Linked DNA regions of Danio rerio: all the other regions are linked to region 1. A link is a contact called in public HiCAR-type data. All regions are on one chromosome and are shown on one strand. Each heading gives the region's core, a stretch centred on a gene start, on an enhancer-like site or on the middle of the called end of the contact. The rest is flanking DNA. Distances are from core to core; before and after follow the strand shown. Region 1 has its middle 57 kb from the start of fam49al. Region 2 holds the start of yars1 (tyrosyl-tRNA synthetase 1). Region 3 overlaps LOC141379124 (a long non-coding RNA gene). Region 4 overlaps LOC141379122 (a long non-coding RNA gene).

Region 1 (6,865 bases), core at 2,371-4,870:
CAAAACCTTTTTTTTCCCAACTAGTATTAAATGGATCACAGACATGTATTTTAAGGTTGATTGTGCACTGGATAATAAAAAAAATTGCATTGGAGGAGGGAGTTGCTGTCCATGGTGCTGCTCTCTAAGCACACACTGCACTCAATTTATGATAATTACTGAAGGTTAGTCTGTTTTATTACCAATTTAAAGAAATAAAGGTGTCATATTATGATTTTTTTTTACAATTGCAAATTTATTTAGTGCATAAACTTGCTCTTTAAGCATGAAGAAAGATCTGCAAAGTTAAACCACACAAAGTCCACTCAAAAGGGGGAAATTGCATATAATGTTTCTGAACTCTTCAAACAGCTTGATTGTAGTACCGTGGTTCACGTCTGTGACCAGAAAAACATATATCAGGCGTTTAATGTTTAAAAATATATGTAGATGTTTTTGTTTGTTACTGCTGGAGGGAAACAGCTGCTCATTTGCATTTAAAGAGACACAAAGTTTTTTCCTCTCTTTTTAAAAATATTTTTTGTTATGTTTTAGGGGTTTTTCACCTTTTATTGGGATAGAATAGTGAAGGACAGACAGGAAAGTATTAGGACCAGAGAGAGGGGAAGGGTCGGCATAGGACCTCGAGCTGGGAATCGAACTCGGGTCGCCGTGAGCACCATGGTGCTATATGTCGGCGCACTTAACCACTAGGCTATTGGCACCAACCTTTTCCTCTCTTTTAATTAACCAGAAAAGAGGGATTTAAAGCATGATATAATAAATAACCCATGACATATGAAATATCACAAGTCCAAGGTCAAAAATACTGTCTTTTTCCCCCGAATGCCTTGGACTTAAGATATTAGTGTATCTCTATATATTCCTGATTCAAAAAGCAACAGACGCAATTACCCTTGAAGCACTTTTTGTTTGAATCTGGATGCAGTGGGAAAAATAAGTATTGAACAGGTCAACATTTTTATCAGAAAGTTTTTCTAAAGGTGCTGATGACTTCACATTTTCACCAGATGTCGGTAACAACCAAAGAAACATGCAAATAAAACAAAATGAATTAGTTTAGAAATTGAGTTTTTGCGTAATAAAATGAAATAAAGCAAAGAAAAAGTATTGAACACATGAGGAGAGAGAGGTGTAGAAAGGCAGTGAAAGCCCAGACATCAGTTGAAATCTCCCAGTAGTTCTTCAGCAACCCTCTACCCTTCGTCATTGTAAATGAATACAAGCTGCTTCAGTGGAACATCTACATTAGCAGGATGATGAAGATTAAACCAGGGTGGACATTTCAGCAAGACAATGATCCAAAACACAGCCAAGGAAACTCTCAAATACTTTCAGAGAAAGAAAATCAAGCTGTAGAATAGCCCAGCCAATCACCTGACTTACAAATTAAAGATCAGATTTGATAGACGAGACCTGCAGAACCATCTAGATTTTTACACTCTGTTGAAGTCTGTGACAACTCACACCCGAGCAATGCATCATTCATCATGCTTCATTCTCCATATGAGAGGCATCTTTCAGCTGCATCACCAAAAAGGCCTTTTATATAAAGTATTAAATGTGTTTCAGTTATTCAGTACTTGTGTCATTCCATTGTTATTACACATCACTCATTTTTCAGATTTTTGTTGTATTTTTATGTTCGTATTGTTTGGGTTTTTACCAAAATCTGGTTTATTTCCATATGAACAGCTCCATTAGAAATATTATTCCCAGGAAAATATATGACATGTTCAATACTTACTTCCCTCACAGTATAACCCATGATATATGCGAGAACTTTGGGGGAACTTTGCAGACCAAAAACACCTGATGATTTTATAAAAATACTTGTAAAAGGGAACATAGTATAGCACAAGGTCAATTAATTATTTATAAATGAACTTAGAGGCATCATATATACATAGATATAGTGAAAATGTTATCTTTTTTTTTTTAAATAAAATAATGTCTGCAACAGTCATGACACTACTGCTGTGCTGATAGCATCCGAACAAAAGAGAAAGGATAAACCAAACATTGAAAATGTGAACTCAACTTTTGAAAAACAAAACACAATTATTATACTAACAACATTATTCAGGAATGTATATGGATACTTTTTCCACTTCAGTATCTTTTTTTTTAAATATTTCTCCTTAAAATAATGAGTTTATATCTTTTTTCGTTCACACAAAGAGAGAAACTGAATAGCTTATCAAAAGATATAAATGTAATGACAAAAGCTAAGCATATTCTCTACCTTTTATTTCCCTTTAAAGGGGCAGTTCACAAAAATGTTGTTTACTCACCCACAAGTTATTTAAAACCTTTATGTTTTTTTTTCTTTTGTTAAACACAAAAGAAGATATTTAGAAAAATGCTGACAACTTGTAACCATTACCTCTACAGTAGACTCTCGGAAAAAAAGGTACAGTTGGTACAAATAATGTTGCTTGAGGAAGTTTTGTACCTTTGTAAAAATTGTACCTTATAAGCTACAGAAAATACCTCTTACGATATTGTTCTGTACCTTTTATGGTACAACTGAAATGAAGGTACACAATTGTTCTTATGAAAGGTACAAATGTGTAGAACAACTCCTCTATTACAATACCTATGAAAATAAATATGACTGAAAAGGCAAAGTGATTTATGAATAATTTCCGTAATAAAACATGAATCATCATTTAAAAATATATGTTTAAAGAAACTCAAACATTAATTATTAAGTTCTATAAAACAAAACAACTGGTAAAACAAACCTATTGGTGTCGTAAACTAAGCATTTAGGACATTTTAAATAAATGTTTGTGTCTTAACACTGTAGTGGTACCTTTATGGATCAGATTAGTATCTTTGATGATGGTACAATATCATATCTGCAGGTTTTAAAAACTAAAGGTACAGTTTGGTTTTCTATAGTACCAATCATGTCCTTAAAGGAAGAAACTGCAATGATACAAATTTGTTTCTTTGTCTTTAGGTACAATTCTGTACCATAAAAAAGGTACTGCCACTGTGACAGGGGTTTATACCTTCTTTGGTACAACATTGCACCGTTTTTTTTCTGAGTGTAGGAAAAAAAAACAATACTATGGAAGTCAACGGATACCTTTATCAAAAACAAGTTAAAGATGAGTAAATGATGACAGAATATAATTTTATATAACCCTTCAAGAGGAAATCATTAAGGATAATAAAAACGTTGCTTTCTTCTTGGAAAAAATGTTGGCATGTCTGGCAGCAGGAATAGGGTTTAGCATTTTAAAATAGCATTACTATTATTTGATAATTTATTCAATATATTCCATCTTAAATTTGTAAAAACTCATGTGTTTTTGTTATGACCGGTGTACTGACATTTTCTCCTACTCGTCAGATTATGCTACTAACACTGTATTTGAATGGTTCTGAGAATGGGGTTCGGGATTAGGTAGGTTAGGGCGATATTACAGATTTATATCACACTACTCCTGTCCACATTACAATTTACAATGAAAGCAAAATCTCATGAAAAGCATATTGCTTGATCAAAATGTGCTACCTACTTTTTGAATGGGAGGTAGGACAATCTGACAAGGTAAGACACCGGCACTACAAATCAGATGCACTACAAAAGTAAAAGAGGACATTCGACCACAAGGCGGCAGCAAAGCATTAAAATCGAGCCTTCTTGTCCACATCCACAACCTTAACATCAAGACTCAAGAGGCCCTAAAATTTTTATAGCTCCATTTCAGCTCTTATTAAAACATTTACACCCACATATATCACCCGTACACAAATATTACCACATCTTTGCAAAAGCCCCAGTGAGTTTGAAGATGCTCTAGTGGATATTAATGCAATAAAAAAAAAGCTGCAATAATCTGGGCCAGAAAAACACAAAGGTGATGAGAGACCAGGTGTGAGTGGTTATTATTGGAACACAGCGAATAGAGCAAAGACGCAAATTAAAACGCATATTAAAGTCAAGACTGAATCTTTTCTAAATGATCCGCAAAATATTACAGGTTCTGTTCATATTTGTGTCGCTCTGACACATTAACCTAACTACGCAATAACTCAACCAGTTTGTCCTGAAATGCACCCTTATGGTAATCACAACTGAACAAACTACAGCTCACTGCATTATTCATAGGTGTAATAAATGTTTTTGTACGCTCAACACTTGCATCCATTTGAAACTAAATATTTGATCAGTGACTGATTGCCCCATCATAAACTAAGCTGACTTGTCTAGACACGTCCGGTGCTGACCCAGTGCAGACACAGGCAGTCCATCATCTCAGATCTGTCCGTTGAGACTTGAAAGAATGCTATATCACCCTCCTGTAATGACTCATGCGGAGCTGGGATCTGCTGTTGGCGTTTTGGAGAGTTTACAGGTAATTTCATGGAGAATCTAGTGCGTTGGCAGGTGCACAAACTGGTCCAGCATTCACGAGAATGTACAGTAACACCTCCACCACATCAAGTGGAAAAAACAGAACAAAGAAAGGGAAGGTTTTCTATCTGGAGGGCACTAAACAAACTGACAGTTACCTGCAGTGTTTTATTAATAGGGGTGATGGAAGTGTGCATGGGTCATTTAAAGGTAAAGTTTACCAAAAGAAAAAAAAGAAAAAGAAAAATTCTGTCATTATTTACCCACCCTCAAAACCATTATACGTTTCTTGTTTCTATTAAACAAAAGATATTTCGAAGAATATTGGAAGCCTTTGAAGTGAAAAAAATATATATATACACTCACAGGCCACTTTATTAGGTATACCTGTTCAATTGCTCATTAACTCAAAATACTAATCAGCCAATCACATGGCAGCAACTCATTGCATTTAGGCATGTAGACATGATCAAGGCGATCTGCTGCAGTTTAAACCAAGCATCAGAATGGGGAAGAAAGGTGATTTAAGTGACTTTAAACGTGGCATGGTTGTTGATGCCAGACGGACTGGTCTGAGTATTTCAGAAACTGCTGATCTACTGAGATGTTCACGCACAACCATCCCTAGGGTTTACAGAGAATGGTCAGAACAAGAGAAAAAAATCCAGCAAGTGGCAGTTCTGTGGGCACAAATGCCTTGTTGATGCCAGAGGTCAGAGGAGAATGGCCAGACTGGATTGGGCTGATAGAAAGGCAACAGTAACTCAAAAAACCACTCGATACAACAGAGGTATGCAGAAGAGCATCTCTGAACAAACAACATGTCGAACCTTCAGAAAGATGAAGGTTGAACAGGAACAGGAGTTTACAATTCACAAAGGCTCACCAAAATCGGACAATAGAAGATTGAAAACGTTGCCTAGTTTAATGACTCTCGATTTCTGCTGCAACATTCAATGGTAGGGTCAGAAATTGGCATCAACAACATGAAAGCATGGATCCATCCTGCCTTGTATCAATAGTTCAGGCTGGTGGTGGTGTAATGGTGTGGGGGATATTTTCTTGGCACACTTAAGGCCCATTAGTACCAACTGAGCATCATGTCAATGCCACAGCCTACCTTTGTGCTGACCTGACCTGACCTACCTGAGTGTTGTTGCTGACCATGTCCATCCTTTTATAGCCAAAGTGTACCCATCTTCTGATGGTTACTTCCAGCAGGATAACGAACCATGTCACAAAGCACGAATCATCTCAGACTGGTTTCTTGAACATGACAATGATTTCAATGTACTCAAATGGCCTCCACAACCACCAGAACACAATCAAATAGAGCACCTTTAAGAGCACCTTTGTGATTTCTGTGACCTCTGTGAATCTGCCGTAACTGCATGATGCTATCATGTCAATATGAACCAAAATCTCTAAGGAAGTCAACCTTATTGAATCTATGCCACAAAGGAATAAGGCAGTTCTAAAAGCAAAATGGGGTCTAATGTGAAACTAATAAGGTGTACCTAATAAAGTGGCCAGTGAGTGTACATACTATGGAGTCAACATCTACCTGTTTTGAACATTTATTAAAATATCTTATTTTGTGTTCAACAAGTTCAAACTATTTTAGAACAAGTGGAGTGGTAAGTCAATTGCAGAATGTACAGTAACACATCAAGCGGGAAAACGGAAGAAAGAAAGGGAAAGTTTTCTATCTGGAGGGCACTGAACAAACTGAAAGTTACCTGCAGTGTTTATTAATAGGGGTGATGGAAGTGTGCATGGGTCATTTAAAGGTAAATTCTGTCATCATTTATTCACCCTTAAGTGTTTTTTTAAACCTTTAGAGGTCTCTTGTTTCCAATAAACAAAAATATTTATAGAGTCAATGTCTACCCATTTTTAACATTTATTAAAATATCTTCTTTTGTGTTCAACAACCTCAAACTATTTTAAAACAAGTGGAGTGGTAAGTAAATGGCAGAATTTTCATATTTGGGTGAACTGAACCCTTTAGCAGGTTTCTCAGTGCTCTCCCTTAACCCTGGTATAGTTGCAATGCACGTATTGTTTTTCTATTGTTGAAGGGAAATCTTGGCTGTGATGAACTGCGGTTATATTCCCCAACCGTCATCACCTCCACCTGCACTGTCCACACCCACACCAACTGTAACAACAGAGCGGTTACAACTACACAGCAGACTCTAAACATTACCATGGACGCTTGCTGGTGGCTAAGGAAACAAAAGCTAATCAGCAGTGCATGACATGAAACTGTTTTGTAAATGATTAAAAAAAGAATGTGCAAATAAAACAATGCTAACATTAATACTGTATATGCCATGGGGGGGGGGGGGGGGGGGGGGGGGGAATTATTACACATAACAATTCCTTTCCTTTAAACAAGTGTACACATCCAATATATATATATATATATATATATATATATATATATATATATATATATATATATATAAACATACAGTATGTCTGATAATA
Region 2 (6,865 bases), core at 2,758-5,257, 190 kb after region 1:
CAATGATTCACTAATATATTTATGTTCCTACAATTCAAGATATTAAAGCAAAAATGCCCATTATTAGTTTTTGTCCCCTATTTGAATTGTATAATTCAGTGGACCCTTTTCACAAGACTTATTTAATGCTCATCAGCATCTTAAATCCTCAAAAGTTTTTCATGTTTAGATAAAAAAAGAATGTATGTACATTTATAAAGCTATACGTTGTATTATATCATCCTTGCATCAAATTACAAAAGAAAACAAATTACAGCTTATGTGAGGTGTTTGTAATGCAGCATCTATGGGCAAGACAGTAAATTTTACATGTTTTCTCTCCTCTGGCTGCCGTCATCAGTCTCACACAATTTATTTTTTTTTCTAAAAGTTCTGGATTTCTCATTTTCATTTTAGTTATTTGATCAGATTGGAATGTGAAACATGTATTTATGGTACTTTCACATTCATTTCTCTATGTAAATCCAACTATGACATGAATTCCACTGCTGAGAAACACGGAAATGTGAAAAAGATCTGTTATGCCACACAGGCCAAAAACTCAGTTTTGTTTTGAAAGAGCATGAGTGCAAATGTCATATTAATTTTATACAGTAGTTCTAATACAATAATGAACAACTGGTACGAGGCAAAATCCTCTGAGTAAAATTTACTCAATTTAGATAGTATTTGATCCTTCTCTAAATTGAGTTACTCAAATTAATGAAAGGATTAATTAGGTGTTGATTGAGCACTGATGGTGAACGCCTGCTGTTAATATGCAGAAATACAGAAAAGAAACCTAAACCTACAACTAATTTCAGTCACAGCCTTAAAAGAAATCAGCTGAAATTTAATGCATTAAATCTCTCAAAATCTCAGCAGAGGATCTACTCGATCAATAAGCAACTCCACAAACAGCGACTTATTCTCAACCCGTTTGTCTTTATTTAAAGAGGGACCAAATACTCTCTGAACTGAGTACATTTTACTCAGAGGATTTTGCTTTGTAACAACAAAAATAATGGCCATACTTTTTGATGAGTGTGAGATTGAGAGAACTAAAAGATATTTGCATGTTTCGAATAAAGCACTGCAAAGTCATTCTCTGTGCATGCTCATTTCCTTTTAGATGAAGAGGAATGTTTGTAATGTGCATGTCAAGTAACAGTGCTACACTGTGTTCAACTGTATACTAGCTTTTACTGTAAAACAAAGTATATGTCGGGCTTCCATTCTTCCAGTCACATGTCTTGCTTAACTTGAGCCTGCTCAACATTCTCAAAACTGTAAATTCAAACGTTTAAATCTGATTAGTAGCATTCTTGTTTTTTGGGGGGGCTGTGATTCTTTAATTTTGCCTAACTCTGACCTGTGTGGCTCTTTTACAGAGAAAACGAGATGGATTCAGAAACGGACTCCACTGAGCTCAATGTGGTTTAATACCACCAAAAACCCTGGACGGGACATTGTGCCATTTGAGTTGGACCAACAGAGCTGGAACAAACCAGAGCGAATACTCTGAACCAACCATGCCTTGTGGCTGAAATCTTCCAGCATCATCACAAATATGGATCAACTGGAAACATAGCCTGTGCCAGCTCAAGCTCAATGTGCCTTGCCATTTTCAGTTGCAAGAACTATTATGGAGTCGGCTTGTACGTGTTGCCAGGATTTGTCCTGCTTACTGGTTAAAAACAAAAAAAGCCAGCTTTTGAAAAGCACACATCTATATACTGCACTAAGAAAATGACGAGGTGGGACATATCTACCTTTTAGATGAGACTTGAAACATTTACAAAGGTTTTTAGGTGCTAAAACCAAAAATGCTTTTCAATCTGATTTGAAAAGTGCATTTTGGAAGGAATATCTGTGAACTGTACACTACAATGTTTGTATGTAATTTAATATTTATAAATGCTTTTGTGCTTCTAACTAAATGAGCATACTTGAAACCATGACACCAAGTGGGGTTTGATTACATCAAACTGTAGTATTGCACACAAAGTTACCACCTTTTTCTTCTTGTATTACTTTCCTTTTCATCTTCGTGGGGCGTACAGAGGGATGTGCTGAGGGAAAAGTGTACAAATTTGATCCCTCAACACCTTCCAATTAGATCGATCAATATCCACTAAAGTACTGCTGAGGCTTTAAATTAGATGAACGCCATCAGAATGTGTGGGCTAGAAATGTATGATTATTCCTTCTGGTGAGAGGTGAAGATTATTTAAGTATTTATTACTTTTCTTTTAAATCATATGTTGATTTGATTGTCTTTTTCTCTCATCTTCCTTAATTTATCTTGTTTAAGGGCCTGTCACATAAAATAAGGGCAATTAGGGTAGAGCTGTCACTGCTGAATTATATCTATTATGCCATTAATTCCTATGGAACAGCCAACCAGTGTGTTTACAGGTGACACTACTGTTTGTTTAGGTGTTAAATGTATTTGATTTCTGGTCTGATCGTTTTGATTCACCGTCTAGTCTAGTGCTTTTATTATTGTATAGTATTAATGTTGGTTCTCAGCCTGTAACTAAGTGTCAAAGATCTGAATGCCAAGTGTTCCCTACAAATGTGTACGTGCTGTGAAATATGTACATAAACCTGTTTTCATTTTCTATCTTTTGGGGGAAAATGGAATTATTTGTAAATAACATTTGTGTATATACGAGTGTTGTATGTTATACATATGTACATTTGATGCACATTGAACTCGCATCAGTGCAGTTTTTTTGCATGTTTCTGATTAATACTGTTTTCTAACATGTCAGTTTTGTATTGATGCAGTAACTGTGACATTTCGATTGCTCTCATTAACCCCAGTTTGTGGTTATCTGTCAAGATTTCCGCATTCTGATATCAAAAATACAGTTATTGTAAATAATAAATGTGCTGATGTTTGTACATAGATTTTATATATATATATATATATATTTTGGATGGAATCCTAAATGTGTGTGTGCGTGTGTGTGTGTAGTTATTTAAAAGAAACAATGGAAATAGTCGTTAATAAATGGTAATTGATATTAAAAGATCATTGTGTCTTTTCTAATTTTCCACCTATACAATTTCAAAACGCTTAAGAAATAACATGAATAAATTAGTTTTCTATCTATCTATCTATCTATCTATCTATCTATCTGTCTATCTATTTACTGTCTATCTGTCTGTATCTATCTATCTATCTATCTATCTATCTATCTATCTATCTATCTATCTATCTATCTATCTCTATTTTCTATCTATCTATCTATCTATCTATCTATCTATCTATCTATCTATCTATCTATCTATCTATCTATCTATCTATCTATCTATCTATCTATCTAATTCTAGACAGATAAACTTGTATTATTTATTACTGCGGTAATGATTAATTCATTTATTGATTGGCTGAATAAAAATATAATAAATGTTTGGCATATATTCTTATTTTTAATATTTGACACGATACTAGATGGTGTATAGTACACATTCAGTTTTTATATAATGACATAAAATAACATTTTATATTCGTAAAAGTAAATGGCGTTATACAAACCTGTTTGAGCGGGAAAGATATACGCTTTTTTAGGTTACCGGCGACGACATTTTAGAAACAAACTAGGCCCTCCTGTCATTTTATCAATATTAATTTTTAAAACAGAACGAAGACTGGTACTGAGTCTGTCAGTATGAACTAAAAAGTTTATTAAATATTAAAAAGCAATATATTAAAAAAAGTTCCCTTAGAGTTGGGGCGCCTCCTGGAGGAGAAAATTCGACAGCAGCTTAATGATCGTCCCTCGATTACTCGTCCTGCTGATGATTGCTCGACAATTTATTGTTCAGAGCTGATGCAATACTGCCATTACAAGGCAAAATATGTTAAAAACTGTTATATAATACGTATTTAAGTGCATTTATAAAATTATAAATAATTAGATATTTTTAAAAATATGTCTATACAATTTTAACTGAAGTTTAATTAAACTTTTATATTAGATGTGGCTTTTATTATGATACACGTGATGAAATCTTGGTTCAACCGGAACAGCCTGTCACCGGCACACACGTTTCTCAGCGACCACCGGTGAGATATAATGCATCTTATTATGAATATCAAAATTTTGTTATGGTTATTATCACTGACGATTTATAAACATAATATTCACATTTATACCGACACATTTTCCGCTCTGCAGTGTTTCTAGCACTCTGTTTTAGACAGCTCAGCGATTCATTCACTACAGACGTCACTGAAGAATTGAGATCGTAAAAACGTCAATCGTGACACAAAGTTTCTACCGAAATGACAAGTTCTGTGTATGTCTATTACTTGACATATACACTTATAATACCTTATTTTGCACAGAAGCAGCAGACATCATGGGAGAGCAGCTGAGTCCTGATGAGAAGTTCCAGCTCATCACCAGAAACCTTCAGGTGACAAACGTGTTATTTTCTGTTTGCTATGAGCTAAAAACTTAGTTAACATTTTAAGAATATTATCAAAAGAATATACGGAAATACATTTAAAAAATAGTTTTTGTTTCATCTTCATTTGAGTACATGAGCTGTCACACCCTGTTGTTTTCTCTTTTGAGGTAAAGTTGGTTTTAATTTTCTCACGTTCTCCTTAATAATATTCATTCATTCGTTCATTAATTTTCTTTTCGGCTTAGTTCCTTTATTAATCATGAGTCACCACAGTGGAATGAACTGCCAAATTGTCCAGCCAATGTTTTACGCAGCGGATTTCCTTCCAGCTGCAACCCAGCTCTGGGAAACACCCATAGATACACCACGGTCAATTTAGCTCATTCAATTCACCTACAGTGCATGTCTTTGGACTGTGGGGGAAACCGGAGCACCCAGAGGAAACCCACGCTAATACTTAGAGAAGATGCAAACTTTAAACAAAATTGCCAGCTGACCCAGCCGGGGTTTAAACCAACAACCCTCTTGCTTTGAGGCAGCAGCGCTACCCACTGTACCACCGTGTTGCCTCCTTAATAATATAGTTTCCGCCAATATAGACAGCATTGTTCAGTCAAATAAATAGCGATAGTGTTGTTTTGAAGTCATACTTGTACTATGGTAAACAATATAGGGAGCGTGTCACAAGTTGTCACTTAACAAATGTGCGAATATAAAACCAACTTTACCTCGATGTTTTCTCAGGAGGTTCTTGGTGAGGAGAGGTTGAAGGAGATCCTGAAGGAGCGGGAACTGAAGGTTTACTGGGGAACAGCGACTACAGGCAAACCCCATGTTGCTTACTTTGTCCCCATGTCAAAAATTGCTGACTTCCTGAAGGCGGGCTGTGAGGTTTGTATTCAGCACTATGTATTTGTTCTGAATGAGCATTTAGTAACTTATTTGTCTTTTTAAAGATCATTTTTAATTGCTGGAATTAGGGATCTGTATATAGCTGTTTCTGGGTAAGAAATGATGGATGTTTTCAATTATCAGTCAATGTAGGCTAATACAGTTTTTTTACAGTCTAATACTGTCTCCTTTTTTTGTTACTTTTTTTGATGAAAGAAATGACTAAAACCATATTTGAGGATCACAGTGCTAAGCGGTTCCAAACATTATAGGTTATGGGAACCTTCTATTTGTGGGTTGCTTTTTGGTTTTGCTCCTGCTGAATATGCAGAAAAATGTTTTAAAGAAAATTGGAAGCTGTATTTATTAACATTTACCGTAATAAAAAATTCAGTGGCTTTCAGTTTCCAAAGATATCGTCCTTTGTGTTTGAAACTCAAACAGACTTGGAATTATTGGTGGATGAGTAAATAATGACAGAATTTTAGTTTGTTTTTGAACTATACTTTTAAGATGCTTTCATGTGAAATTGTTTGTAAAGGTCACGTGAATAAGTTACAAAAATGTGATCTCACATCTTTGCCCCTCTCATACCTATTTGTCCATTTGTTCTCAAGGTGACCATCCTCTTTGCTGATCTCCATGCTTATCTGGATAACATGAAGGCTCCCTGGGAGCTGCTGGAGCTCCGGGTGAAGTATTATGAGCAGGTCATCAAGGCCATGTTGGAGAGCATTGGAGTTCCTCTTGACAAACTCAAATTTGTCAAAGGCACAGATTATCAGCTCAGCAGGTAACCGGATGATGATTGACTGAAAATTTGTTTTACGGATATTTCAGGTTTATTCCATAGAATAAGAAATGTATTTTAACCATGCATGTATAAGGTTTGTCTGTGGTTGCTTTGTTAAAAAGAATAAATGAAAATGTCATGGTTGGTTTGTTATAGAGAATACACTCTGGATGTTTACCGACTGTCATCCATGGTCACTGAACACGATGCAAAGAAAGCAGGGGCAGAGGTGGTCAAACAGGTTGAGCATCCTCTTCTCAGTGGTCTGCTGTATCCTGGACTACAGGTATGCAGATTGGGTTTTTCCCATCTTTGTCACCTACTGAAGGATTAAAACAGCTCTTAAAAACATCTCTTCATTCTTTTTTCAGTTTTTTTAAAATGATTGTTATTATTTTTAGAACTTGTATATATATTTTAACTTACTTTATTAAAATTCTCACACATTCTGTTCTGAGTCTATAAAATAATCACCAAAGTTTCCACAAAACATTTGATGCTTAATTTGAAGGAATGTGTAATGCGGAAAACAGAACTAATGCTACTTAAAATTCAGCTTGCTAATATTACAAGATAAAAATTACCTAAATTGTGAAAAGGTTTGACACATTGACTCTGCGTTTAGTTTGGCCTGTCACTATATCCATGGTACGATATATTGCACCATCATGTTTTGCTATAAACAATATTTAGTGTTTCCTATAGGATTTTTCCAGTTGTGGTGGCAGGCCTTTTTTACACAGATCTACCAACTACCTGTGGTGTTATTTCATTGAC
Region 3 (6,865 bases), core at 2,794-5,293, 150 kb after region 1:
GTGGTTGAACTAGGTATTGCATTCCTGGATCAAAACAAACACATGCTGAAGTTGCCAGATTGAGGACCAACAAGGCTGAAATGAATCATGCTCGAAATGAAAGCAACAGCACACGATAGAATTTTTTTTACTATATTAAAAAGAGTTTTTGTTCTTACACCTCGAATTGATATATTAGAAACGGCTTCTCCTTCTCACAGGTGAACAACAGAAAACTGACAATGATTACCTCAGGTACATCTTATGTGCTTTATTCAGTGTTAAATGCTAATGAAGTGAGTTTGAATGGCATTTTATATGACATGTATTGCCATACTACAGAAAGCAACAGCAGATCGTTTACCTCAGATCTTAAAAATAAAATAAACCATTTGAAATGGAACTTTAGAACTGTGAAATAATGCAAACCAACACATATCACTGATTTAGCATGTACACATAATAATGTTAAAGAGGTTTAATATGTATTTATAACATTAAGAACTTTACCATTTCCTGAGTGAGTGCATATGGCTGTATTTAAATTTTGTCGTGTTTCGTCTGGTGCAAACAGCCAAATTGCTTATCACTGCAAATGTCCTCACATAGCATGTTGTTAGGACACGGGGTTACAATGTAACCTGCTCCCCTAATATTTACACTCATAATATGTATATTCTTTGCTAATTAATTTACCACCCGAGACTCATTTTGGAGTCACATAATGCAGAGTCCGTTTCAGTTACAGACACATGCTTTGGTTGCCCTCCTGACTAAATGATTGAAATATGTTATTTTTCATGAAGGCAAAGACGGACAGGTGTTACGGCACAGAAAACACATTTTCAAAGCTGAATAACTGACTTTAGCATTGTTTTTCAGATAAACAAGAATGTTTACGTGGCATGTTTCTTAAATGTCTGCAAACATATTATGTTATTTTTATACTTTAGAAGAGTCAAAAACTTACATACAGCACCTTTAAATCATGCAAAATGCTAAAATCTTGCTTACATTGTTTCTCTGAGAAAAAAAAAAGCTTTTAAAATCTCAAAACATTTTGTTGCTTTTGCTGAAATATTTCAACCATTAGCTGTCCAATTTCAAGCCCAAATTAGGGTTTGTCATCATATTTGCTTTACCTTATATTTAAAATAAATGCTTTATGCTAAGAATGCAAAAAAAATAATGAATGAATAAATGGCATTCAGGCCTATGTGGTGTTCTGAAGTGATTTTTCTTATTCATTATAGCAGTAAGTGTGGATGTGCAGCCATACGTGTCATGTCCATGTCCCGACAGATGGGCTGGTCAGCGCATCCCATCAGCCCCTTCTGCCAGCAGCATGATGGACCACTGTATGAGTCTCTGGGGGATCCCCGGGTGAGCCTTCATCCTGGACAACACCTGTCAATGAGCGTGATTGATCCTTTGCAACTTTTCACCCTCACACACACACACACACACACACACATACACACATCTGTAGACCCTATACACACAAACACTCCTTTTCCTGCACTCTATCACATAAACTTAGCCGTCCCTCTCTAGCTGATCAAAGCATTTTTCATCCCGCACAGGAAGAGGTGGAGGAGAGGACCTTCTGTCCACTTATAAATCCATTAAAGTAAAACTAATTGCACAACAGCTGTAAAGAGCAACACTCAAACACTTGTGTTTCAGATCATCTGATGTAGTTTAAATAAGGGTATTGCTCTTTTTCCTTAATGGAGCTCTCGATTATGTTTACTTCCGGTGTCATCTTTAGTGTAGATGTTTCTTTTACAAATTCTGTTTAAGAGATCAAATATCGACGCAAACGAGACAAATGATTACATACCAATCAAGTACACAGATTATAAAACTATTAGTTCTTGGAATAAAATCTATAAACCATTTCTATGTGGTGATGTCATTGGCCCATAAGCATTTCCTGCTTGTTGTCAACACTTTTAACAAATTTATGTGGATTGAACATAAACAATTAAGTTGTCCCAATGAAATCTCAAGAATTGTCTTGTTTTAGCTTAACGTAAATAAGTAGTTTAAACGAGCAAAAAAAAAAAATATATATATATATATATATATATATATATATATATATATATATATATATATATATATATATATATATATTTAGTGTTGTTTACATCCTTAAAAATAGTCTATTGAAACCAAACCCTTGGTGGTGTCTGTAATATGTTTAAGAATATGTCTAAGATTTATTTTTATAATAAATGATAATAATAATATTGATAATCATAGCCATTATTATTATTTTTTTTAAATAATGATTTTTCATTATCTTCATAGCACATTCACTACAAAAGCTATCAGTAAAGCAGTACCTTTTCAGAAGGTACACTCTTACACCTAAAAGGTCCACATTTGTACAGTAAAAAGTACAAATGTGTACTTCATAGTACCTTAAAGGTACAAAAGTATACCCTACAGGTTAAAAAATGTTACTTTAAGGTCCCTATGTGCCCCTGTAAGATATAAAAGTTTAATATTTTAAATGGTACCGCCCAAGTGACAGCTTTTGACCTTTGTTCATTAGTGTGTTTAACACTTTTAAAAATGACAAGTAATTTGCCGCCCTTACATCTCAGGAAGGCATTATTTTCATGCAAGTTACATTTTTAAAATTAGGTAATATAATATTTCTTGTTAGTTCAGTTCCATTAAAGAGCACTTATTTTACCCCTTTTCCAAGATGTAAGATAAGCCTTTGTTGTCTCCAAAATGTGTCTGTATAGTTTCAGGTCAAAATGAACAGATTATTTAAAGCCTCCAGAATCTCCCCATTTTTGTGTCTGTATACTGTAGCGGTTTTTGTAGCCTGTGGCTTTAAATGCAAATGAGCTGCTTCTCCTTGCTCACCGTTCCCACATGCATGTCTGCTTCTCATCATGCATTAAGTCAGATAAACAGCAGTCAGTGATAGATACAGACACAGATGAAGCTAAAATGCAACTCATTAGTCAACAAATGCCAAGTAAGTTTCATGTATTTGTGGTGGAGTTTTTTCAAACCTTTCTGAGTCTTACATAAATGCTGTTTGCGGTAAAGCACACACAGACATATTAGCATTTACTGATACCATGCAGCCGTGGTGATTATAATGGTTAAGAATTGCATATCGATTTTACTGCCTTTATTACAAACATGCTCTCTTTTAAAAAAGTTTTTAACTAATAAAAATCACAGAGAGTTGGAAGAAATATTTTAAGTTTCTTTGCCTGTCAATCAATTCGGTGGGCGCGGAAAACTGCACTCCTATACCACAATGGTCCTATTTTAACTCCATGAAATAAAAAAGAGACTTGTTGTGTTTATATCACTCCAGTATCACTGTGGACACACTATACCTACACACAGCTCTGTCCAAAAAGCTTGCAAAAGTTCCTCATAGGTGCCCTTTAAATATTATTTACTAACACATTAATAAAATGTAATATTTATGGCTATATAAACATTTAAAAAGCATAATCCTAAATACTAATTTAGCATTCTTAGCATCAATAGTCTGAAAACCTCAAGCTGAAATCTTGTGATCAATAAAAACTGTTATAAGAAATGCTGAGTTTATACTGACATTTTGAATCCTGAGTCGCTTAAAAGCAGACAAATCTGAGTTTAACTATAGCAAAACCGATGATGTAGTCTAAAATAAAGAAACACGAGGAGAAACCTTTTTTTTACCAGAGGAAAAATCTGATAGGTTATTAATTTTTGCAGATGTCAATTTCCTTTGCAGTTAATGTTACCATGGTCTTGGAGAAACAACTGTGATTTATGTTACAGCTTTCAATTGTGCTGTTTCTTTCTTACTCTGTTACACGTCCTGTAGGTTTAGGTTTGGCTGCCGGCCTTCTGCATGAGCGAATGAATGAATAAAATAATATATCTTTCAGTGCAAACACTGCTTGATTTAGACAGCAGAGGTCAGAAGACAGACAAAAAAATCGCTACTAAAACATCCCCGAAGTTTGTACTAGGCCCAGGATGTTTGGCAGGCGGCATGAATTTTTTCGACAGCTGAGGCATTTAAGTGCTAGAGAATAACAGCATTACAACATTCAGCCGTTGGGTCTGGCACCAGCAGAGCCCCCCGAGGAGAGAGACAGAGAATCAGCTGCTTCAGCATGCATGAGTTTGTTTGAGCATCTGCGGGGAGGGCATGTGTTTTACTGCCCTGCAATTCTGACATAAAAGCAATAAAATGAAGTGTGGAGAAAGAACAGCGAGATCTGTGTGAGTCTACATGAGTGTGTGGCTGCATGAAAACAGAGCTGATATGAGGACAGTATGTGGTGTATCATATTGTATGTTAAAGGGTAGTGGGGCCTGCGTGCATTTGCTTTGGATCTCTTGGGGAGGCACTTAGGCTGCTGTAAACCGATGCCTAGGGGATCTGGACAGCTGGAGTTGCTCATCTGTCTATCAGCTTTCATCAAAGACCTGCTTCTTTTGCTTTGGTCTCTAAGGAGTTTCTTACAACCAGCCTAAACTTTTACTCTGTGTGGGGTCTGACATGATCGTGTTATAAAATGGATATTTCAGGTCTTTGATTCTTGACACCATTGTAAATTGCTTTATAGGGGCTTTTGCACCAGATTAACTTTTTTCTAGGTCCAATAGAACCTTTTTGGCAATGCTCTTAGTTACAGGAACTCCATCAATTCAATTCATCTTTATTTCTATAGCCCTTTTAGATTGTGTCAAAGCCGCTTAACATAGAAGTTCTAGTAAAGTTCAGTTTAGTTTAGTTTAGTGTGGTTTAAATTTCACTGCTGAAAGTTTAAACACTGAAGAGAGAATTCATCGGTGCACAGCTCCACAATCCCAATCCAAGCAAGCAAGCCAGTGAATAGGAAAAACATTGACCAATTGACAAAGTGTTGAAACAGTGGGACTAAATGTGTTTACCTTTCAGAGTTGGGTCAATCCAGCATGATCTCACAAGGAAACATAATTTTACATATGGTCAGAAGAGTAATTTGTTCAAACATGACATGAATTTTAAAATGAAGTGTGGCCCCAAAGCCCTCCCCAACACTAGCCCTCATTATGGGATGAGCAAGTCATACTAAAATGTACAAATGAGATTGTACACATGAATGCAAATTAGCCACTAAATCAAAAAGTTAACTGCTGTGAGATTACGCTGGTCTATCTTAACGCAATAGGAACTATAGTGATGTAAGTGAACATTGACTGGGCAGCTGGAGACTATATGAAACAACGGATCCATATTCTAATGTGTTACATTTATGTACAGAAAGCTAATAGTGTCTTTTGCATGGGTAGTAACAAGAACTAATATATGGTAACACTAAAAACTAGTTTCCTCTCAGATAATTTTCCTGGATGCATTCACATCATCACTTGGAACAAGTAAAGAATAACTAATTTCAACTCATTGGGAAAACAAGCACAGGGCTACATTTTTGCAAACACATTGCATTGGTGACGTTTCCTTGCAGCTTATGTTGACAATCCACCAAATGCATTGTCTACATTTTTGGAAATCTCCAAAACGTTACTGTGCTATATTTTCTCAAATGTGGCATTTATATGTCCTTCTCATATACGCATCTTTAAGAAGCCGGCCAGCTTGTCATGCATATTCCCCTTATCCAAACCCAACCGATGTTTTCAAAAGCAAACAAGAGAGGTTTTCACCATGATTTTACAGTGCTTTTTACCTAGTTTCTGGAACCATATGACACTCAGCTTGAACCCAGTTCACTATGAATCCTAAGAATGACACTGTACAAGACAAGCTATCGAGAAAACTGACCACTCCAGAAACACCCTCCAAAATGATATAACGCCTCATAGCAAACATTTTTAGAAACTTCAGGCAAACGTACAGTTGAAGACAGAATTATTAACCCTCTTTGAATTTTCTTTGCTTTTTAAAATATTTCCCAAATGATGTTTAACAGAGCAAGGAAATTTTCACAGTATGTCCGATAATATTTTTTCTTCCGGAGAAAGTCTTATTTGTTTTATTTTGGCTAGAATAAATGCAGTTTTTATATTTTTAAAAACCATTTTAAGGTCAAAATTATTAGCCCCTTTAAGCTATATATTTTTTCGATAGGCTAAAGAACAAACCATTGTTTTACAATAACTTGCCTAATTACACTTAATTAACCTGCATAGTTAACATAATTAACCTAGTTAAGCCTTTAAATGTCACTTTACGCTGTATAGAAGTGTCTTAAAAACATCTAGTGAAATATTATTTATTGTCATCATGGCAAAAATAAAATAAATCAGTTATCAGAAATGACTTTTTAAAACTATTATGTTTAGAAATGTGTACAAAAAATTGTCTTAAAAACTGGTTTTGCAAAAATGTAGTCCTTGGAACATATTTCCAATGACATATTTCCTTTTTTTTCTAGTTTCAATGATGGAGTACTGTATAACTAAAATCACTCCTTGATCCTAAAGTGTGAACATGTACAAAAGTGTAGACCATTAGTTCTATAGGAACATTAAAGTAATGTGAGCCAGCCAAATGATACGTTAAGTGCTACATTCAACAAAACCATATTGGTGGATGGAGGATGGCCTGATTGTTATCAGTGTTAATCTGGCACCTGGTAATCCTTTTCTTATTTATCTGACAAACCCTATTTGTAAACCTAAGGACTCATGATGCCACACTGTACATTTAATCACATAAATCACATTAATTAAACCACAGAAATACCTAGTTTTCATCAATTGTCTTCAAAATACTGCATTTGTACATGTAAAAGCTTTATTAAAAGGGTGTTAGAGTAGTTCAGTGGTTGGCCAAGATAAAATAAGTGAGTTAGCTTATTTTTACTCGTATTCACAAATAAGCAAAACTCATCCATGA
Region 4 (6,865 bases), core at 1,491-3,990, 130 kb after region 1:
ATAAAAGAGAAAAGAGAATGTTTTAAAGATGAACGTGTGTATTTAGACGCATTAGCAATTGAAGGACAAGATTTGACTGTTCAGACTTTTTTTGAGATTTTTCTAACAACTCCAGCAACAGCATCAAACAAAATCAACAGAAGACACACACACAACCCACACACTCGTACAGCTATCTTTATGGTACTCCCCTTAGTCTTAATGATTTGTATAGACTATATATTCTATCCCCTACCCCAAACTTACCCCTAAACCCAACCCTCAACGAAAACAATCAGCAATTTTACAATTTAATGGGGTTTGTCTTATGTGTTAAATGTTATGTATGTGTTGTATGACTTGTTATTTTAATTAGTACGCTGTAAAAAAAATCCTGGTTGCTTTTAATTTTAAGCTGAATCAAATGAACCCTTTGAGTCAATTGAACATACATTACGTTAAATTAACTAAAACAGCTTGCATAACAGCTTGCATAACTCATAAAATTAAGTTAGAACACAAATAACTTGGTTTTTAAAATGTTATAATGAACTAAAACATATGTTGTCATGACTAACGGATCATATGATTTTTTAAAGTGATTGTGTTTAGCATTTTTTGCAACGTTGTGTTGTAACACTGTGCTATATAAATAAACTAACTTTCAAAATACTTTATTGTTCGTGATTTAAGAGCCATTTTCCACTTGGTGAACATAAGCTGCTCCCACAAGGTCAAAATTTACTTGTATTGCTATACTTGTGGGGACATTTGTTCTTAACAACATAAGAAATACAAAGTACAGGCATGCACACACATGTGTATAAGATGATCTTGGCATGTCGCCTCACTATATGAAAACCTGAAGACAAGAAATTTCATAATATGCGAGAAAAAATCATGTGATGTAATGACAGAAACTCAAGCATCTTCCTAACAAAACAAAGGTTCAGTTTAAATGCAGATCTGTAACATAAATATATTATATTTTGCAGTGGAAGTTACTTCTCAAATTATTAATCATAACCTAAATAATGCTCAGTAGTCTCTACTTTAAGGTATTATTACACATTCTGAGTAAAACTTGTTTCCTATTTATTTTTTGTCAAATGTAATGAATTGTAATCAATTCTAATAATGTTTCATGATTCATTCATTCATTTGCTTTCGGCTTAGTTCTGCTTTTTAATCAGGGGTTGCCACAGTGGAATGAACCACCAACTTATCCAGAACATTTAATGCAGTGGATGCCCTTCCAGCTGCAACCCAGTACAGGGTTCACACAAGTGAATTTAGCTTATTCAATTCATCTATACTGCATGTCTTTGGACTGTGGGGGAAACCGGAGCGCCCAGAGGAAACCCACAGCAACATGGGGAGAACATGCAAACTCCACACAGAAATGCAAACTGGTCCAGTCGGGACTCAAACCAGCGTCTTTCTTGCTGTGACGCAACAGTGTTAACCTGTTAACATTTTTTAATTACGTCAATTAATTAGAACTACTAAAATTTAGTCCAAAAACTAAAAACATCAAAAGTTTCCCTAGACTAACTATCTTAATGCACATTATCTGAACTTATTTTATTCTCAAATTCCTGTGCAAAAGTGGGTCATGAAAATGATTTGGTTAAATTACCTTTACAAGAACTGTTTCACAAGACCGTGATCCCAAACATAAGGCATCAACACAAGTCAACATGACAGAGTTTGTTATTGTGTGTCATCGGCATGTTCTGGGCTGCAAGTTATTTTTATTATAGAGGGAAAAAAGAGCTACAGTGATTGGCAGCAACTTACATGTTTTATTACTCTAAATGTGTGCCAGTTTCCAAGTAAATAACTTTTTTTATTCTCATGAACACATGGGATGGAAATGATGCTTTATTCTACCACAATCAGCACTGTTTTGCAGGATTGTTGTATGTTTTGTTATTGTAATGATGACTCTCTACAATTAATACACTGTAAAAAATTATATGATCAATTAGTCATGAAAGCATTTGCTTTTAGTTCATTACAACTTATTAAGCTAAGTTAAGCATGTTCTAATTTTATGAGTTACGCACACTTTTAAGTCAGTTTAACATAATATAAGTTCATTGGACACATAAGGGTTAATTTGATTTAGCTTAAAAATTAAAGGTAACCAGATTTTTTTCAGTGTTTACTGATTATTCTTCAGTGACTGCTTGCTTTTTTTTTTAGAAATCGTAAACCTCTTAATAATCAAAACTAAAAATGTTTCCAAGTGATAATCTTTTTAAATGTATTTTTCTATAAATATTTTTTACTTTCTGACTGCAGATTTTTGAAAGAGTCACTGCTGATAATAAAATCAGCATCCGAAAACAAACTCACATTGATTCAGTTTCAAGTCATTGATGCAGCATCTGTATGTAAATCACAAATTTGCCACCAGTCTTGCTTTTGTATTTGTGGCTTTGAATGTGTGATGTTAGCACTGAAGTCAGAGAATGAAATTGAAATCAAACCCTGCGCTTCTCATGAATATATAATCAGCCCGACGAGAGGTCCAGGGCGTGGAGGCTTTTTTGTCCAGCGGCCACTATTGACCAGCGGGGTTTGAATGTGAGTGGGAGGGTCACGTGGCCCCTTTGATTGATAGATGCTCATTAATTGGAAAGGGTGTGGGATTTTTTACCGCATTCTTCTGAGACTCAGCCTTGGGAGAAAGCCGACTGTCAGCTCAGTTCTGGGTACGGCGTGTACTTGTTGCAAACTGCACCTTGGCAGCAGAAATTGGGCGAGAGAGAGAGAGAGAGAGACTGAAAAAGAACGAGAGGGAAAGATAGATAAAGAGAGAGAGAGAGAGAGAGAGAGAGAGAGAGGTGGTGCATTTCACAACAACAGCCACAGAGCGAAAAGATTTCATAACTGCTATCTGACAGTGAGAGAAATGCAAACGCTTCTAAATAAACAAAGTGAGCAGCAGTTATTCGACCGTTTAGATATACTTCCACTGAAATGCCTATTTGCATATGAGTAAGAGATGCAGAGATATAAAGTTACACTACATCTTTCTGTTTGATGCATTAGTATTATTTGACTGTGAAAGCCAACATACTAATCTACTACTAAGCTACTTTATCTTAGAAATTTGAGACAAAACTTCTACCATAGATATGTAATACAGGGCGTCACAGTGGCGGAGAGGGTAGCATGTTCAGCAAGGCAGCTGGTTAGAGTGCGTGCTGGATCAGTTGGCATTTCTATGTGGAGTTTGCATGTTCTTCCCGTGTTTACGTGGGTTTCCTCTAGGTGCTCCGTTTTCCCCCACAGTCCAAAGACATGCGCTATAAGTGAATTGAATAAGCTAAATTGTCTGTAGTGTATGTGTGTGAATGAGTGTGTATGGATGTTTCCCCGTGATAGGTTGCAACTGGAGGAGAATTTGCTGTGTAAAACATATGCTGGATAAGTTGGTGGTTCATTCCGCTGTGATGACCCCTGATTAATAAGGAGACTAAGCCGAGAAGAAAATAAACGAATGAGACATCTAATACAATACGTTTTGAAGCTACAGCCGCCATACTTGACAGTGTTCTTCGATCTGTTCTGAATTTTCATGCTATTCAACTGATCACACTTAAAGTGTTCATAAAATAAATAGTTAAAACTATGAAAAATCTCAAAGAATTGCATTGTTCCGTTCATGTTAGCAAGTTTTAACAATAACATGCTAATTTATGGTATCAACATGTTGATTTATATGCTAAAACATGGCAAATATGAGCTAGCCATGTTAAAAACTAAAGAATTAAGTAAGGTATAATGTACATCCAGGAGGTTATCACAGAAAAAAGAACAACAGGTTTAAGCATAAAGCTGCCAGAAATGAAAACAACTGAATGAAGCATATCTAGCATACCTCATAAGACAATTTTAAGCAACAGCTGCAATACTTGACAGTGACCTTCAGTCTGTTTTTGAATATTTCAACCCAGGCTCATTCTGAAAACATAGCCCTATATAGATTTCTGGAGAGCACCAAATACGTCTCAAAAGCTACGTTTTTTTGCAGTTTTTATTTTTGCGAATCCACCAGAGGCCGCTGTGTACGCCTTTTCAGATCTCAAATTTCTCTCGGGAGTGTCATTCATGCCTGCTCTTTTCACATAAATCCACCAGAGGTCACTGTAGACTGAATGACTCACTGACCGATCAACTGACCCACCCTCCTCCTTCCCTAAACCTAACCAATAGTGTTTTTAAAAGCACAGATTTACCCGGCCACCCACTTTCCTAAAAGTTCTAAAAAACAAACCAGACAAAGAAAGGCCCTCATCTAATATTTACCACGTTTTCAGATTTTGCCACGTTCTCACCCTGTTATTTAATTGTTGGCTTCTGTTTTGTCTTACCTGCTCTCTGGAACCATTCTTTGCCGCACTCGAACCCTGTCATAGTGGTCAACTCCTCTCTGCGTCTAATGTCCATCAACGTAAATGGCGAGCCACTGGACAAACGGGTAACAGCGGGAAAGCCGTCTATACGGAGATGAGCGTCAAACTGTCCCGTAGCATTCATTTTAAAAATGAAATGCAGCCATAAGTTGCTCTGGCTACATAATTCGTGATCTCCAGAAACTTAAATAGGGCTACGTTTTCAAAATGAGCCTATGTTGTCAAAAACAGTGGCGACACAGACAAGCCTATAAATATAAATGTGAACAAATCTGAAAGTCAAGATGATTTCAGATACCCAGATGAGCATGTGTTATTAAATTCAGCAGTTGTTATCTAAGAATGTCATACCTTGGAATCTCGTGACTGACTAATCAGAATCAAGTTTTCCAATAATAATTGGAAATAATTCAAGCTATCAACGTTAAAACATTATAACGATGTTCTAAAGTATGGTTTCAACCTTCTTATAATGTTAACAGTATGCTAATCTAAGCTAATAATGAGATAACAGGTAATTCATGCTGTACAAGCAAACTGATGTTAGAAACTAACATGCTTTAAAACTTTTTTGAGACTAGGGGTCCGTTCTTCGTACCTCGCTTAAATGATCTAAGATGATTTGGCAGATCCTGGATCTTTTAATCTTGATAACTGATCTCTCGCTAATTTGGTTCTTCAAACAAGTTCGCGAATCAGATTAGAATGTCTGGATAAACTGATCTGAGATCGCTGCGTGTGTTGTGAAGGACAGATCTATCGATCCTCGAAATCATGATCAGCAATGCAACGATTGGCTGACGGCACAGCAGCGTAATGACATCATCTGATTAATATTCAATTATCCATGTGAGCAAAATTACATCAAATTAGCAGTAAACGGCTTGTTAAATGTGACACGCAAGAACTTTCCACATTTGTTGTGAGCTGCAGGCTTTACACTTTCATTTGTCAAGACAAGAGTATTTATCATGCATTTCAATGCAAATAAATGTATTTAGTTCTACGTTTAGAAAAGATTTTCTTTATAATAGTAGCCGTTTTTTAATCGGTGTAAAGAATAACTGGTTGTTTACAAAAACATTTTCATATTGGTAAAGGGGTCTGCAACTTTTGTGAAGCATCAAATCACCGGCATATTAACTATCAAAACATGTTTATGACTGCATAAATGTATTATTGCTTTAAAAAAAAAAGTCACATATTCTGCATTTCTATTATACACTATTTGTACTAAAGCGATCTAAAAAGTTCATATCAATAAGTTTTCTCTTTGCACCAGGTGACTGTCTTTGTACTTTCATTTCGAGGGTGCAGATTGCATACGTTTTAATAATATGTATAACTTTATTTATTTTATTAATGACTATAACTTTATATATATATAGTTAAAAAATATGTACCATTTTTCCAAGTGTATATAACTACTACTGTAAGAAAATATCAGAATTCGGAACATACTTTCTGTATTATCTTTGCTTGAACTGAGCCGATCTAATCCTGTTTATATGATTTGAACCTGCTCCCGATCAGGTTTGACCTAGCAGAACTGTTGCTATGACAACAACTCTCGGATCAGCTTTGAAGAACGAAACGATCCTGGATCGTGTCAAATCGTCAATATCCAAATCCAGCTAATTGAGTAATCCACGTACGAAGAACGGACCCTAGTTCTAACTTGCAGACTAGGCACGTCAATGTTTGTCTACAAACTTTACCATCTAATAACCCAATTAAAATTTACATGGGAATGCACCTTAGACCATTAAACTAACATACATAGTGGCATGGATTCTTCAGTGACAAATAACTATATCTTGCAGTGAACTTTTTATGGATATCTTTTTTTTTAAATTCAGTTGATATATCATGTGCATTATGTGCCAGTTACTGTTAAGTGAAAACTTCTTCATTTCACCTTTTTAAAAAGCAAAAGAGGAAGCATCGTATTTATAACTTCAGTTTTAACTTCAGTTTGTGGTCAAGGTTTTGTGTACACTGCTGGAATCAAAGATAGTTAAACCTGACATCATTGTAAAGCATATTAAATTAAACTTAGCATGTATTTAGTGACACAAGTGACCAGTATGTGAACTGCAGCCAAAAACTTTTGCTTTGAGATGCCTTGAGTTTTGTCTTGATCAATGTCTACAATTTTGCCATACTTTTTCTGTTTCACAAAGTGGAATGATTTTGACACATGTTTTGAGAAAATGCTTAGATTTTCTTTAAAACTCAATAATACACCCTGGGCAAATTTACAATCCTTTTGTTATGTTCAGGATGAAAACATCCACTGACTGAAACTGCTGTAAAAATGCTTCAGATGGATATTTTTTTCATAAATCTGTTAATCAACCTCAGTTGTGATCCAAATTGTTTAGAAAATTACAGTATTTTAGGAAATAAAAACACATAAAATGATGTATTTTCGATAAAAAAAGTAATTGTGGACTGGA

Evidence for each region. HiCAR-type assays count read pairs that join an accessible place to other places.
Region 2: a HiCAR-type map of caudal fin shows a contact between it and region 1, with 6 times the contacts expected there. The contact joins the promoter of yars1 here to the enhancer-like site in region 1. A contact is called at or near these places in 3 of 18 Hi-C or Micro-C datasets (caudal fin, hematopoietic stem cells and an unstated tissue) and 3 of 4 datasets of contacts at active chromatin or transcription factors (caudal fin, embryo and gastrula embryo).
Region 3: a contact with region 1 is called in a HiCAR-type map of caudal fin, with 14 times the contacts expected there. The contact joins two enhancer-like sites. A contact is called at or near these places in 12 of 18 Hi-C or Micro-C datasets (caudal fin, embryo, fibroblasts and 3 more) and 1 of 4 datasets of contacts at active chromatin or transcription factors (caudal fin).
Region 4: a contact with region 1 is called in a HiCAR-type map of caudal fin, with 6 times the contacts expected there. The contact joins two enhancer-like sites. A contact is called at or near these places in 2 of 18 Hi-C or Micro-C datasets (embryo and skeletal muscle) and 1 of 4 datasets of contacts at active chromatin or transcription factors (caudal fin).

The regions. Positions count from the first base shown.
Region 1 is chr19:33,158,626-33,165,490 of GRCz12tu, forward strand. No RefSeq gene overlaps it. Among named protein-coding and RNA genes, the nearest start is that of fam49al, 57 kb to the left of the region's middle. Within about 2 kb of position 3,621, at least 3 of the 62 cell types and tissues checked have an H3K27ac peak or open chromatin away from gene starts, as enhancers often do. A contact at or near this core is called in caudal fin, where this site is marked.
Region 2 is chr19:33,349,103-33,355,967 of GRCz12tu, forward strand. yars1 (tyrosyl-tRNA synthetase 1) reads left to right here and starts at 4,008. Exons shown (of 14, transcript NM_201316.1): 1 at 4,008-4,057; 2 at 4,340-4,410; 3 at 5,149-5,295; 4 at 5,913-6,088; 5 at 6,245-6,374. The coding sequence starts at 4,354. It overlaps mfsd2ab (MFSD2 lysolipid transporter A, lysophospholipid b), which reads left to right. Exons shown (of 14, transcript NM_001003570.2): 14 at 1,371-3,019. The coding sequence ends at 1,422.
Region 3 is chr19:33,310,783-33,317,647 of GRCz12tu, forward strand. The region is part of intron 1 of LOC141379124 (a long non-coding RNA gene); the gene reads right to left. LOC141379122 (a long non-coding RNA gene) reads left to right here. Exons shown (of 8, transcript XR_012395120.1): 8 at 1,233-2,037. Among named protein-coding and RNA genes, the nearest start is that of mfsd2ab, 22 kb to the right of the region's middle. Within about 2 kb of position 4,044, at least 17 of the 62 cell types and tissues checked have an H3K27ac peak or open chromatin away from gene starts, as enhancers often do. A contact at or near this core is called in caudal fin, where this site is marked.
Region 4 is chr19:33,289,626-33,296,490 of GRCz12tu, forward strand. All of the region lies in intron 4 of LOC141379122 (a long non-coding RNA gene), which reads left to right. Among named protein-coding and RNA genes, the nearest start is that of myclb, 14 kb to the left of the region's middle. Within about 2 kb of position 2,741, at least 10 of the 62 cell types and tissues checked have an H3K27ac peak or open chromatin away from gene starts, as enhancers often do. A contact at or near this core is called in caudal fin, where this site is marked.